Linked DNA regions of Gossypium hirsutum: region 2 is linked to region 1. The links are chromatin contacts, called in public Hi-C maps. All regions are on one chromosome and are shown on one strand. Each heading gives the region's core, a stretch centred on a gene start, on an enhancer-like site or on the middle of the called end of the contact. The rest is flanking DNA. Distances are from core to core; before and after follow the strand shown.

Evidence for each region. Hi-C and Micro-C count contacts between places; a contact is called where the count stands out from the background.
Region 2: a Hi-C map of leaf shows a contact between it and region 1, with 3 times the contacts expected there. The contact joins the promoter of LOC107916745 here to the enhancer-like site in region 1. A contact is called at or near these places in 9 of 34 Hi-C or Micro-C datasets (cotyledon, fibers, leaf and 1 more).

The regions. Positions count from the first base shown.
Region 1 is chrA01:105,985,515-105,992,555 of Gossypium_hirsutum_v2.1, forward strand. No RefSeq gene overlaps it. Among protein-coding and RNA genes, the nearest start is that of LOC107916749, 22 kb to the left of the region's middle. Within about 2 kb of position 4,002, at least 3 of the 9 cell types and tissues checked have an H3K27ac peak or open chromatin away from gene starts, as enhancers often do. A contact at or near this core is called in leaf, where this site is marked.
Region 2 is chrA01:106,032,452-106,039,492 of Gossypium_hirsutum_v2.1, forward strand. LOC107916745 (CTL-like protein DDB_G0288717) reads left to right here and starts at 2,591. Exons shown (of 3, transcript XM_016846112.2): 1 at 2,591-3,843; 2 at 4,703-5,048; 3 at 5,132-5,576. The coding sequence starts at 2,771. The coding sequence ends at 5,392. It also overlaps the pseudogene LOC107916971.

The DNA of each region.
Region 1 (7,041 bases), core at 2,752-5,251:
TTAAGTTAGTCCATAAACCCAAATCTTTCAATTAAATCATAAATTAATCCAAACAAGGCCAACCAAATTTTCTATAATTCCCATGCAGCCAATATTCATCATATTTTACAATAATTTCATATAACTTTACTATTTTAGAAATTTAGTCCTTTAATTTAAAAATTAACCAAATTCACTTTACAAAATTATCCTATTTAACTATCAAGCTTATAAATCTATCATAAAACTTCAAAATATCACCAATTTATTAATGACATAATCCAGAACATTTAACAAATTTACAAATTAGTTTCCGAGTTAACTAAATTAAGCTACAACGATGTCAAAAACATAAAAATTACTAAAAACGAATTGAAATTCACTTACATGCAATCAATTAAACATTACCGATTCTTTAAGCTTTCCCAACCATGGAGTTTCGGCTTTGGCAAGAAATAAAGAAGAAGATGCTAACTTTGTTTCCTTTTTGTTTTTATTATTATTTTAATTACCTATTTACCATTTTAATTCAATTATAATTTCAATTTTAATCATGCATGAACCATCCATCTATTCAAAAGATGGCTAATTACCATATAAAACCATCTAATAATGCTTATATATTCAATTGACACAATTAAATTTATAGTGATTAACTTTTGTAGCTTTTATGATTTAGTCCTTTTCACTTAATTAATTATCTAAATGTTAAAATTTATGGATCAAATTTCAATATACCTATATCGTAACTCTGTAAATATTTAATAAAAATATTTACGGGCTCGGTTTATAAAAACGAGGTCCCAAAACCTTATTTTTCAAAATCACTTGACTTTAAAGACAAACCACTTGTACTTAACTAATCGTTCAATTAGCTAAAATGATCAAATTAACATTTAATGCAATACTATATTTGACTAGTAAATATTAAATAATAATATTTACAAATTCACTAGTCGAATTTGAAACCCTAAAACCACTAGTTTTGACACCACTGAAAAACGAACTATTACATAACTAGGTAATGTGACATTGCTATACTATTGATCAAGTTGTTTTGTTCATATTTGATTCATAAAGATTGCATCTTTTGGCTGAAAGTATGGTATGATTGTGTAAATTAGTTAATTAGAAAATTGCAGGTTGAAGTTTCATTATAAATTGCAAAAATAATTTGTCACATCGCGATGTCAAGCTAGGCAGCAAGATTAAGTTACCATGGCACGTCGCGATGTCGACGCGATGTTATGAAATCCTCGACATCGCGACGTCAACTTGAAGTTTTAAAAATATTACAATTTAGTCCTAATTCGATCTCGGGTTAGTGTTAGAGCTTTCGTAAGTTTGTATAAGACATGAAAAGGTATATATATATCAATTTATATACTTAATTTGCTTGTAATTGAATGTTAATGGTTAGGATTGTATTATAATTGATCGTAGTTGCTCCGACAACGAATATGAGACTTTATGGTTCGGACCTGACGATCGGGTCGGGATTTGGGTGTTACAATGACACTTTTGTTATGTTGAACTATGCCTTGTTGAATTTTTGTACGATTAGTAAGTTTGTCAAGTATGTGTATACAAAGTTCACTATGATATTATTGTGGTTAATTATTATACTAATATGATGAAAAGCGTATGACTTGATATGTGTTTGTTAAGTATGTGATAGATAATGATTTTGAGAAAATAATATGTTCATTTCATGTGATAATGAGTTGAGACTAAGACTATTGACACTATGAAATAATGAAATTACTCTATTAAACGATGCTAACAATAGTTAGGGTATAGTTGACATACCATAAGATTCGTATATGTATTGATACAATTTATTCTAGCACTTCGGTGCATTACATTCTTACTTAATTTCAAGTGATTCTTAATTTCTTACGTACTGTAAAATAGTAAGTAAATGAGTTTAAATCTCAAAATTTGTTTTGATGTGATGAGAAAATCAAAATCATTAACTTAATTAATATTTTTTGAACATTAATCTCATTATAGGATCTTATCATATTTTCTCTTTTTAAAACAATATCTAGGACTACCAATAGCCCCTACCCAACCCTTAAATAGGATGATAATCAGTGCACTTGAACCCATATCCTCTTGCACAGGCAACAATACCCATGTCAATCGAGTTAAGACTCAATTGACAATATTTTTAAATCAATTATGATTGGATATTGAAAATCTTGAATATGACTTTTTATTTTAATTATTATTTAATTAGAGGAAGTAATTTTAAAAATGTTGTAGTACTCATATGTGCTTTCTTTTTTTGGCGCACAGAAACGCTGAAGGCAATAATGTGTTCTTTTGTGTGTTCACACACAATAAGCAACAAAAGAAAGTAGAATAAAGAACACAACAAGAAGATAAGGGATTATTTATATTGTATGGTGCCACAACTATGTCTGCGAAGCCTTTTTCAAAAAAGAATTTACTAATAAACTCATAGTACAAACAATGATCTAGCATTATTGTAGCCTCACCTTAATGCATTTAGTCTGAACTCTCCCTTTAACAACCTTTCTTATTGAATTGTTAACTAGTCACTCAAAAATAAATAAAATACCAATCCCTCAAAATAAACATAAAATTATGTTATCTCAATCCTCTATTTTCCCGCAAAAGTAAGTCTCTTTGAATAAAATAAAATCGAAGCAGATTGCTTAAGCTCAGAATTATCTCCATATATAAAGTGGATAAAATGCTACCTTGCTTATATAAATTTTAGAAGCTTTATTTTCAAGTGTCATGTTTTGTTATTGTAAGTTGAAGCAATTATATTTGATCTTGAACCCTTCAAATATGTGTTGCATATATCTCCCTACCTGATTCATGATTGCGTCCAACTTTTTATCTTCAGACAATCCTACTTGGATGAAGGACTCTCCCAAAACTGTCCATTTCTTTTTTATGATAAGCGTATGTGTAAATACAAATACGTATGATTCGTTTCCGCATGTTTAAACAAAACGATAATTACAAAATAAAAAACATGCCAACAAATAATTCTAATAAACGTGATGTAATTTTGTGTGGTGGTTCTTGTTCGAACACACTACTTGTATCCACAATTTTTTTTTTCAACTTATATTTATTAAAAGTTTCATGTTATTTTCAGTCTATTTTATTTTATTTTTTTGTGTTTTCATGTGATCAAATAATTTTTTTAAAAACTTTAAGTACTAAAAAATTTTCTTAAAATAATTAAGAATTAATTAAAATTTTAACTAAAACCTACAATTAGTTAAGTTTTTAATTGAAAGTTAGCAAGCAATTAAGCTTTGAGTCTATAAAACATAGTTTTTTATTATAAAAATTGTTGATGAGCCATTAAGTGTTGAGTTCAGTGGTAATTGGTATGAAAAAATGATTTAACATAACGTTTGATGTGAAATTTGCTGACATTAAGAATTTAATTGATTTTATATATATATTTGTTTTATAAGGTTTTATTGATTTTCTTTAATTATTTAAGCTTAAAATTATTAAAATGTTATAACAAATTTAGAAAATTATAGAATAACTATAAATATTATGAAAATTAAAAAAAAATATAATAATTTATTTGACCCTTCAGTTATAAAAAAAATTATTTTAACATTCTATTTAATTTTTTGTGTCTTTTAACCTTTAAACCTATCTTTACTTGTCAAAAAATTTAAAAATGAATTAAAAAATGAATATTTGTTAACGTGATATATACATAAATATCACAGGTTTATATGGTAAGAACTCGGTAACATTCAAATCAATTTCAAAATATAATATTAAAATAAAAAATTACATTTAATTGACTAACTAAAATTTATATTCGAAGCGCTTACAAAAATAAATTCAAATGAGATAGACGAAATCTGAACGTAAAACCTTGCACAAGTTGTTGTCAATTTGACAGAAAATTTTCCGCAAGTTGATTTTGAAGAGGCGGCTCTAAGTGGGCTGGCAGTCGCTTTCTAAGAATTTCTACGGGAGGAAAGATCTGAGCAGCCTGGCGATTTTTGGCTCCGTGTGCCCACCGCCTACAATTTACATCTTATACGTCAGCAATGCAAATCAAATCAACCTGTAACCTTATAATTGTTTTCGTTCTTCATTAATAAATACCAGTTGATAGGTAAGTTGGGTGATTAGACTAAAATCAGGTAGTATTAATTTAATTAAATATTTTATTTTCAAAAAATAATTAAATTATATTAATTTAACAAACGCTCCTCTGGAACAATTTTAAACATTTATAAAGTTTGAGTTCCTCTCTAAAGCTATTTTAATTATTATATCCGCAACTTAATCTCTTATTATTCCATGATTTGTAAAATCATATAAATCCTTTTAATTAATTCAACTAGATGAAGGCTTTGATAACCTTTTTAAGTTGTTTGTATAAATGGAGAATGAAGGTCAAACCTTCTTGCTTATACACCACCCTTTCGACAATAATGCACCCTGCATTTAACTTATTCTAAATATAATAAACATGTTATTATTACCGACATATAAATATCTTTTAGACCAAAATATGGGGCGGTGGAAAATATTTTGAGTCTGGAATTTAAAAAAAGAAAAGAAAAAGGGAACACTTTTGTCATGCTGTTTATATATTTCCACGTGCTTTCTAGAAACCCTTTGCAGAAAAAGCATTTTCTTTTTCCAATTTAAGACCTTTGAATATATAAAACCTTGAAATAAGGTTATGAGGCCCATTAAAACCCTGATTCTTAAGTTTGGAGAAACCCAGATGTTGTCGATGCCATTTTTTTAATTATAATTTTGATAGATTAAAAGGGTTTTAATACCATAGATTTGAATGTTTGTAAGAGATTTATATTAAATCTTTGTAGGCTGTAGCATGCATAAAAAAGAACAATGTGTCAAATTTATAAATTATAAATTACAAAATAGATATAACACAATACAGTAATTTGAGGTTTTATTATATTATAAATTCTAAGACCCAGCCATCTGTTTTTACATGTGGCATATCCATTTCAGTACTTTTTATACAATCAATTTTTAATCTTACCTCATTTCTTCATTAATCTCTTAATCTCATATTAACATGTTCACACTTACTCTAACAATATCAATTTCTTCATTATTTTCATTAAATAGTTTATCTCAATCCAACATTATCTAAAAAATATTCTCACATTGACCAAAGAATATTCTCATAGCTTACCTCTTAACTATTTTAATTAAAAAGTTAATTTTGATTCCACGTTAACTAGGGATTACTATTATAACTCACTTCTTCACTATTTTCATTAAAAAATAATTTTAATCCTACATTAATTAGATTATTCACTATTTTTATTAAAAAATTAATTTTAATCTTAACAACACTCCATATTCACATTTATTTTGTCAATAAGTGACAATTTCTTACTATTTTCATTAAAGAATTAATTTTAATCTTAAATTCTAATTTACACTATTATTAATTAAAAGCATATTGACTGTTTTTTTAATTATAATCAATATTAACATCTAGACATATTAAATTATTTAAATTTACTAAATTTAACTTTTGACAAATTTGATTTGACAGATCTTTATATTATAATTAATTTATATACCATGTACGGATTTTCAATATTAAATGCGATGGAGATATAGGACACTTTTACCTTTTTATATAAAGAAAACCATAGTTTTAATTCATTTTCAGAAAAACCTTTTTTTCTTTAAAGAAAAAAAATAATTCTACGCACTGAATTTTGAAAGGTATAATGGTTTTTTTTCCCTTTAATTTTATAAAAAAAATTCGTTTTATTCTTTAATTTATTTTTTTATTTTTTAGCTTTTAAATTTATATTTTTTTCAAATTACCTAAAATTGATAAAAAAAATATTTTTTTTTTAAATTTTGCTAGTGTAGATGAGTATAAAAATATTAAAAAAATATTTTTTAAATTTTAAAAATTAATTAAACGTTGACATGTCATCCAATCCACGTGCATACTATACTACTAAAGTTAACAAACGTTAACATTTTCATTTATTTTAAAATAATTTAAAAAAATATAAATTTAAACATTAAAAGAGACGAAAAATTAAATGAATGAATAAAATGATTTTATTTATAAAGGTGAAGAGCGAAAAAAATCCTTACGCCAATTTGAAATCATATTCATTCTATAATGTTGTCTGTTTACACTGGGCTTCAGTTTTTTTTATATAATTTTAATTATATTGTAATATTTTATGATTGAAATAATGAAATTATTTTTATTAATTAATATAATTTTTAAAATAAATTTTTATTAAATCAAATGACCAACTTCTACTACAATGGTGAATCATAGGATTAAGTTTTTTTAGGGAGGTGCTAGTAAAATTTTAAAAAAAATTAAGGGTTTAATGAGAATAAGTTTTTAAAATGAGGGCCTAATTAAAAGTTTTAAAGTTTTTGTAAGATTAAAAGAATTTTCAAAAAAAATTAAATGTGCTTAATTAAAATAAAAATAAATAAAAAGTATAATGAGAATTTTCAACCATTTGAGGAGACCTAATGGAGAGATGAAATTTTTTAAAAATTTTGGGGCCTAATTAAAATTTTCAAAAAGAATTCAAGGGAGAAATTAAAATTTCTCAAAATTTGTTGGGGCAAAGATCTTCCCCAACTCTACAATGTTTAAATTTAAGTTTTAATATCCATACTTTAATTTAATATGATTTAGTTTTTTTTAATTTTAGTTAGGCCAAATAGTTGCTACTCTTAATTATTTTGTTTAGAATGCTTAAATTGAAGTTTTTCTTAAAAATATTTATTTCAAACTTTATCATACTAAAATAGAATTTTTTATGTGTAGGTTGAAATTATATTTTGAAATAAATTCATGATAGCATCGAAATAGTTCATGTTGTTAACTGTTTAAAATAATTAATATTATTGATAAAATAAATGATTAAATTATCTCAAATTAAAACACTAAAATTAAATTCTAAATGGTGGCATAGTAGAGGGATGAATACTGAATTTTTATTGTTATATTGCATACGAAAAAAAAGATGTGTCAAGATAGAATCATTTAAGACCTTTTTA
Region 2 (7,041 bases), core at 1,341-3,840, 46 kb after region 1:
TTATCAAATCACCCCAAAATAGATAGAAAAATTAACATATGTTAACTTTACTGACGTGACATACACGTGGATGTCACGTGCAATTAACTAATTTTTTAACATTTACAAATTCAAAAAAAATTATAAAACTAAAAAATAAATTATTAACATTATTAAAAAGTATAAAGATAATTAAAAATATATATTTTTTAATTTAAAAAAAATTAATTAACTATTGATGTCGTGACATACATATGTATGTCATATCAACAAAATTAACAAATGTTAATTTTGTTCATCCATTTTGAGGTGATTTTGGCAAACAAAACAAGTTCAATGGCTAAAAGAAGCGAAAATTAAAGGCATAATTGCATAAAATACCCTTAACGTTTATGAGTTTTTGGGTTTGAGCCCTGAACCTTTTTTTATTGACACCCTTAATGTTATGACATTTTCAAAATTAGTCCAATTTTAATGGTAATGTGAATTGACCGTCAGTCAAATGAAATGTTAACGAAATAGTCTATGTGGCATGCCACATAAGCACGATGTCATAGATGATGTCATCAAAACAATTTTTTTTTCATTTTTTTTTCATCTTCTTTCTTTCTCTCTTGCCCTCTAACTGTTGTTACAATAAAACATTTTTTTGTCAACGTTTTTCCAGATTTTTCTCTTTCCAAACACATCTTTAGTTTTTTCCCTCTTTCTAGATTTTCTCAAAGCTTCCATGAGTTGTTAGTTTTTTTTTCTAATCAACACATCTTTGTTAATGAACTAACATATAGCAGACATCCAAAAAGGCATGCAAACTAATGAAATCCATTAAAACATAATATAGATACATATATATATATATATATATTTATATGCACATCACCATTTTCTTCAGTTTTCTCACCAGCCAAATAGAATAAAACGAATCCTTACAACAAAAAGAAGCTAACTTTCTAGTGTTTTAACAAAAATCTAGCAAATCCCACATCCTATTTTATACTAATTTAGCTAGATCTACTAACTTTAACCTCCAAATTCAGCTTTTAAACCTTCCACAATCCTATTTGTTTATCGAGAAAAAAAAATAGAGAAAGAAAGAAAAAGATCAAAGTTCTGGGAATTACCATAAGCATCTTCAACAAGAAAATTAAAGGTATGGTGATCACAATTGTAAGTAAACTTGTTGTTGGAAGAAGTGAGTTTCTGCAAACACTTAGTTGTGATTACTGAGAAATTCCTAGTGAACCCAGTGTATTCAGCTAAGATCGTTGCTCCTCGAGCAACGAAGCTATAAATAAACACTTCCTGATTCATTCTTTTTCTCTCTTGAGCTAAACTCAGTTAGCTCACAAGTTAATCACATAGACTGAACAGAGAAAGACAAGGGAACTTTGCTTATTCTACTACTTCAACGTTAATGTTTCCTTTTTCATTTTTTTAAGATTGAGTCTGTCATTCCTTTGTTTGTTTCAAAAATATTTTTGTGTGAGTTTAATCCTCTTTTGTTATTTATTAATTTCTATTCTTTATTTTTTGAAATATGTATTTTTAATTCGAATTTGAATGTGAAAGAGAGAAAATTTGAGAAAGCGTTGAGAAAAAAATGTTTTATTGTGCTTATGTGACATGTTATATAGGCTATTTCGTAGATTTATCATTTGATTGATGATTAATTCACATTTATCAATTTTTTAAAAAATCGTAATATTAAACGTTGAGGGTATTTTATGTAATTATGTTAAAATTAAATAAAATACTAAAATAATTATTTTGAGCGAAATATATATGTTTGTGATATAAAATTATATTCTTTACAACCCATAATGATGACTTAATTATTATTAGTTGACAAAATTTAGCATGTCTACTTTATTACATTCTGTCGTACTACTTTTAGTTGAGAAAATATAACATTTTGTGTATCATTATTTAATAATACTTTTCATACTTTAAATAATAAGATTTATATTTCAGTTAAATAAAATAATGGAAAATATATTTGATAATGTATTAAGTAATTTTAAGATTACTAAAGATAATTTTATATTCTGGGAAATCACCTAGTAGGTATAATCTGTATTGTGAACGAAACGTTCCCTTAGATCAGAAGAAAAAAAGGATTGATGTAGGAGTGACAAAATCTGTCATAAATTACCTACCTGTGAGACCACTTTAATACTAAAATTAACAAGATGAAAAAACAAAAATGGACTGAATAAATAAGATTTGAACGCCTTTATTGTTGCTTTTTGATACCATGAATCATAGTCCGATATGTGATCATCAACTCCAACTAATTCATTATGTACACTTGTTAAATTCAGTTAGTGTTTTTCTAATAATTAAAAATATATTATTGAAATTTAATTATAAATATGTAAGATTATTTATGCTCTTTAATTATTTTAAAAAGAAAAATTATAATTTTTTAAAAATTTCTTTGACATTTTTTAAGTAATATTTCACCCGAATATAATTGATTTATCTCATATTTATTTTAGTAATGAATAGTTCCACGTGGCACTTCAACAGTTCCGTTCCACCACGACCAAACGGTCCAAACCCACTCATCTTCTTCTCCAGCTCTTAGTTTTAGTAATTCGGCTTCCGTTCCATGAACAAACAGTCAAACACCCCAAAATAAATATAAAATTAAATAAATCCCCAAAAAAGTACTAAAACAAACAAAAATAATTATTGAAAGCATAAGTCCTAAAATTTCTTCTTTCTAATCAGATAAAACATCTCTCCCCACGGTCGTTTTGTTTTCTCCGTCCCTTGATTCGTCGCTGCGATGGGCAGCACGGAAGAAGATACCACCACTTCCAAATCCACATCTCTATACGACGCCGCTTCCTCCACCGAACCTCTCCTCTTCAAACCCACCACCAGCTCTGCCTACCCATCTCCTCCAATCGAAGAACCACCTCAATCCGATCCCTCCGAATCCGACCCAACTCAGTCCCTCCAGATCTCTTTCAATTACGGGCCCAGACCTTTCAAAGACCTCCCTTTCCTCATACTCTTCCTTCTCTTCGTCCTCTGCACTTTCGCTTTCGGTATTTTCTCAATCTTCCATCGAAACGACAACTACTCCAACGTTTCGGCCTTCACTTACGATTCCAATTCCACTTCTTGCGTTCAAGCCACTTCCTTTTTATCAAGTCAAATATGGGTCTCTGAAACTTCATTTTTTGCGTTGTCAAGTTCCAGTCTTTGGACGTATTTAGTATGGACCCTTGTGATAACTTCAGTTTTAAGTGTACCCATATGTTTACTTTTGCTTTTATTACTCAAACACTACACGAAGCAGATCGTTTATGTCTTGCTTCCTTTCTTTATAATCATGCCGGTTTTCTTTGATGTTTATTGGTTCGTTGCTTGTACCTTGAGCTCTTCTTGTAGTGATGCTTTCCCTTTGGTCTATAGAATTTTGGTGCTTGTTTTCATTTTGTTAATAGTTGGGGTTATTATTTGGATCATTGTGGCTAATTGGCATCGGATCGAGTTGACTGTGAGGATTATCGGGGTTGCTTCCGATGCGCTTTCGAGGAATTTAGGGTTGTTTTTGGTGATACCGTTGTTGACCGTTGGATTGGTGGCTTATTATGCGTCAATTGTTGTGTTCTTGGTGTTTTCTAGGTTTAATGGGAAAATTGTGGCTAAAGAATCGAATGGAGAGTATACTTGTGTTTGGAAACAAGATAGCTGGGTACCTGCTTATTTTGCATTGGCTATTTTGACAATGTTGTGGTCCTTGACCGGTATGGTGGAAGCTCAGGTATATGTTACCAGTGGCACCATTGCTCAGTGGTACTTCTCCAAAGATGATACGAAACCTCACCGGAGCATAAGAAGATCTTTGAGGTAACTTCCTACTGTTTTCAGCTTTTCTGAATAAAGATCTATGCATTCAATGTATTATTATAGATGATTTGTGCTTCTCTGTGAGGGTAGTTCAAACTAAGCTTGAATTGGAACTTATATTTTTGTGTTTCTGAGTGACTGCTTTGAACTTTGGATGCATGCTTACATTATGAATACCAGACTGTTTAAATAGATTAATTATCAAAGAGTAAGATCTTGGTGATAAACCTTAGGATAATTGTAATGGCACATAGTTGATAACATCGATTTTAGTATGGTTTATAGCTGCATGATGTATATGAGTATAGTATTTGTACTTGAGTATGGAAGGTCACTATGGTGGCAATTCACTTTGGTTTGGACTTGTGGATTCAATTTGACGACATTGTTTTGCATTTGATTGAATGGAGTGACGAATGGTCAAACGATCTTGTTCCTAACAACAACTCTGAGAGTGTGTTCCTCGCCTTCTGGTGTTTCTTGTGATGGATTTTTATCTTAGTATATGAAATTCATTTAGTTCCTTTATGCATCTCTATAGAGGGCTAGATTGCCATGAAAAGAGAGCTACTTCTCTAGTTTCTTTGTTGAAATTGCCATGCCAAAATACAGCATGTTGACTTCTTTTCTAAGATTAGGTCCTTTTCGATTGAGATTAGGCAGCCTTTTAGCTTCTTGTCGACTAGCCAGAACACTATATCCTAGTGTTGGTAAGGTAATTTCTGAAAGATGTCTTAATGAAACATCTGCAACACTGAGAATCGAAACGGACATACTTTCAAGGCATCCCTTATGTCTATTGATTATCAGAATAGTTAAATTTAACCTTTCTAACCCTTTTGGTTCTATAAACGTGCAGAAATGCATTTGGTCCTTCTTCTGGCACCATCTGTCTATCTGGATTACTTGTCTTTGTTGTTCGAGTGGTGCGTGCTGCTGTTGATAGTGCAAGAGAAGAAGATGTTCCTGGGATAGTGAATCTTGTTCTCCGGTGTTGTGTTAATGCCCTACTGTCTGCGATAGACTTTCTTAACAAGTTCACTATCAACTTTGCGGCAATAACTGGCGAGGCATATTGCACCTCTGCGAGGATGACATACGAGCTTCTAAGACGTAACTTACTCTCTGCTGTTTTTGTGGAGACCGTATCAACTCGTTTATTAGCAGGAGTTATTTTTGTCCTTTCAGCAGTTTATGCAATTGCAGTGAGTCTCCGATACACTTCCTTCTTATCCTTCTCCCCCTTCATTTACTTGAATTACCTGACAATCACATTCCTAAAATGCAGGTCTGTGCGATCTTAAAGGGTGTTAGTGATCTAGGGGTTAACATGTACACCGTCGCGGCTCTTGCGTGGGTGCTGCTAATCCTGGTACTGGGATTCTTCGTCCATGTGTTGGACAATGTGATTGACACTGTTTACATCTGCTACGCAATTGATAGAGATAGAGGGGAAGTGTACAAGCATGAGGTTCATGATGTTTACGTTCAGTTACCAATCAGTAGGAACAGTCGATCATCCTACCCATCTAGAACACTTGATGTATAGACATGTCCTTGTATGTTTGTAACTTCAAAATAATGTGTTGTTGATTTGTCATTTGGTTTTGGTGTCTGTATGGGGTTGTTAACGGCCTATTGGCAAATTTGTGCATACCATCATCACATTCAAATTGTTGCATTGTACACTTATTTTTAGGCTTGTTCAATAAAGATCTAACTGTTTTAATGTTTTTCACTCTTTTTTACTTCATACAAGAGTGAGTTTGTTTTTAATGAAAATTGGCTAGTAAAGAGTGAAGAGAAAGACTCATCTTGGTAAAGGTTGATTTCATTTTATGATCATCATTGCCTGTTTTATGCATGTATTAAGGGGATAAGGACTTGAAATGTATATTTATCCATCGAATCAGACTTTAAAAGAAATTTAACAATCTAGTAAAATGAAAAATTAAATTTTAAATAGTTGAATGATTAATTTAAGTGAAAAAATTGTAAATTTACTAATAATTTAATGGATAAATCACTGGTTAAGTGAAGAAATTGTAAATTTATTAATAATTTAATGAAAAAGTTAATAGTTGAAGTGATGAAGCGGTAAAACTAGCAAGAGGGGTGTATTGGTAAAAGTGAAAAGTTAAGTGTTGAGCACTTAAATTTGTCCCCGGAATAAACACAAACAGGGGGCAGTGCACTAAAAATCAAGTAAAATCTCGGGTTTTCTTCTATTTCAACGCTACTCTTCTATCTTCGAATTCACAAACAATGGTGCTTGAGGGAAAGCAATGCTAAAGATTCCTCCTTGATCCCTTTCTTCAATTTATGGGTTTTAATCAGGCGACTAAGATGTGCATTGATAACTCGGAATGGATGCGAAACAACGATTATTCTCCGTCTCGATTTCAAGCTCAAACTGATGCCATTAGTCTTACCTGTGGTGCTAAAACCCAGGTAAATTACTGCTTTACCTTAACCTATTCCATTTATCTTATTTATTTATGGATGTAGTTACCTTTGTGGCGCTTGGTAATGTAAGATGCCAGAATAACTCATTACCACATTTGGATTTCGAAGAGCCATTATTCTTATATTTCCAGCCGTGTCAAGATTTTGGAATATCTGAGTAATCTCCCTACCATTCTTCTTTAGTAATCTTAGATTTACTTCGGGATAATTTTATTACTTCATTTTTTTTTTATAATTTTGGTTAATTTTAGACTTCAAACCAAAGAAAATATCAAGTCTGATTAAAAGAAAAATCTCCTTTTTCTTTGTTCTTGCTTCTTTCCCTTAGCTTTGAACAAAACCAGAATCCGGAGCCAGATTAGCATTTCTTTTGTACTTTAACAAAATTATATTAATATTTATATCTTTGGATTGAATTGGCAGAAAGCTTTGCCCAAAACTTTCTTTTTTCATATTTGAATTAAGAATATAAAATTTTCAATGTATTTCGAGAGAGAGATGCTATTTTGTTAATTTTATTGTGAACTTTAGAAATTCATCGGTAGTGAAAGAAACAATTTTCATGTTAATGATGTATAAAATTGTTTTGACTTCTTTACTTATTATATATGTTCAAAAAAGAAAAAAAATTCTATAAGATGATAATTTAGTAAAATGTGCTTTCAAATAATCTTACATTCCTATCAACAAATAATAAACCATATAGGATAATGTAACATACTCTGTGATGTG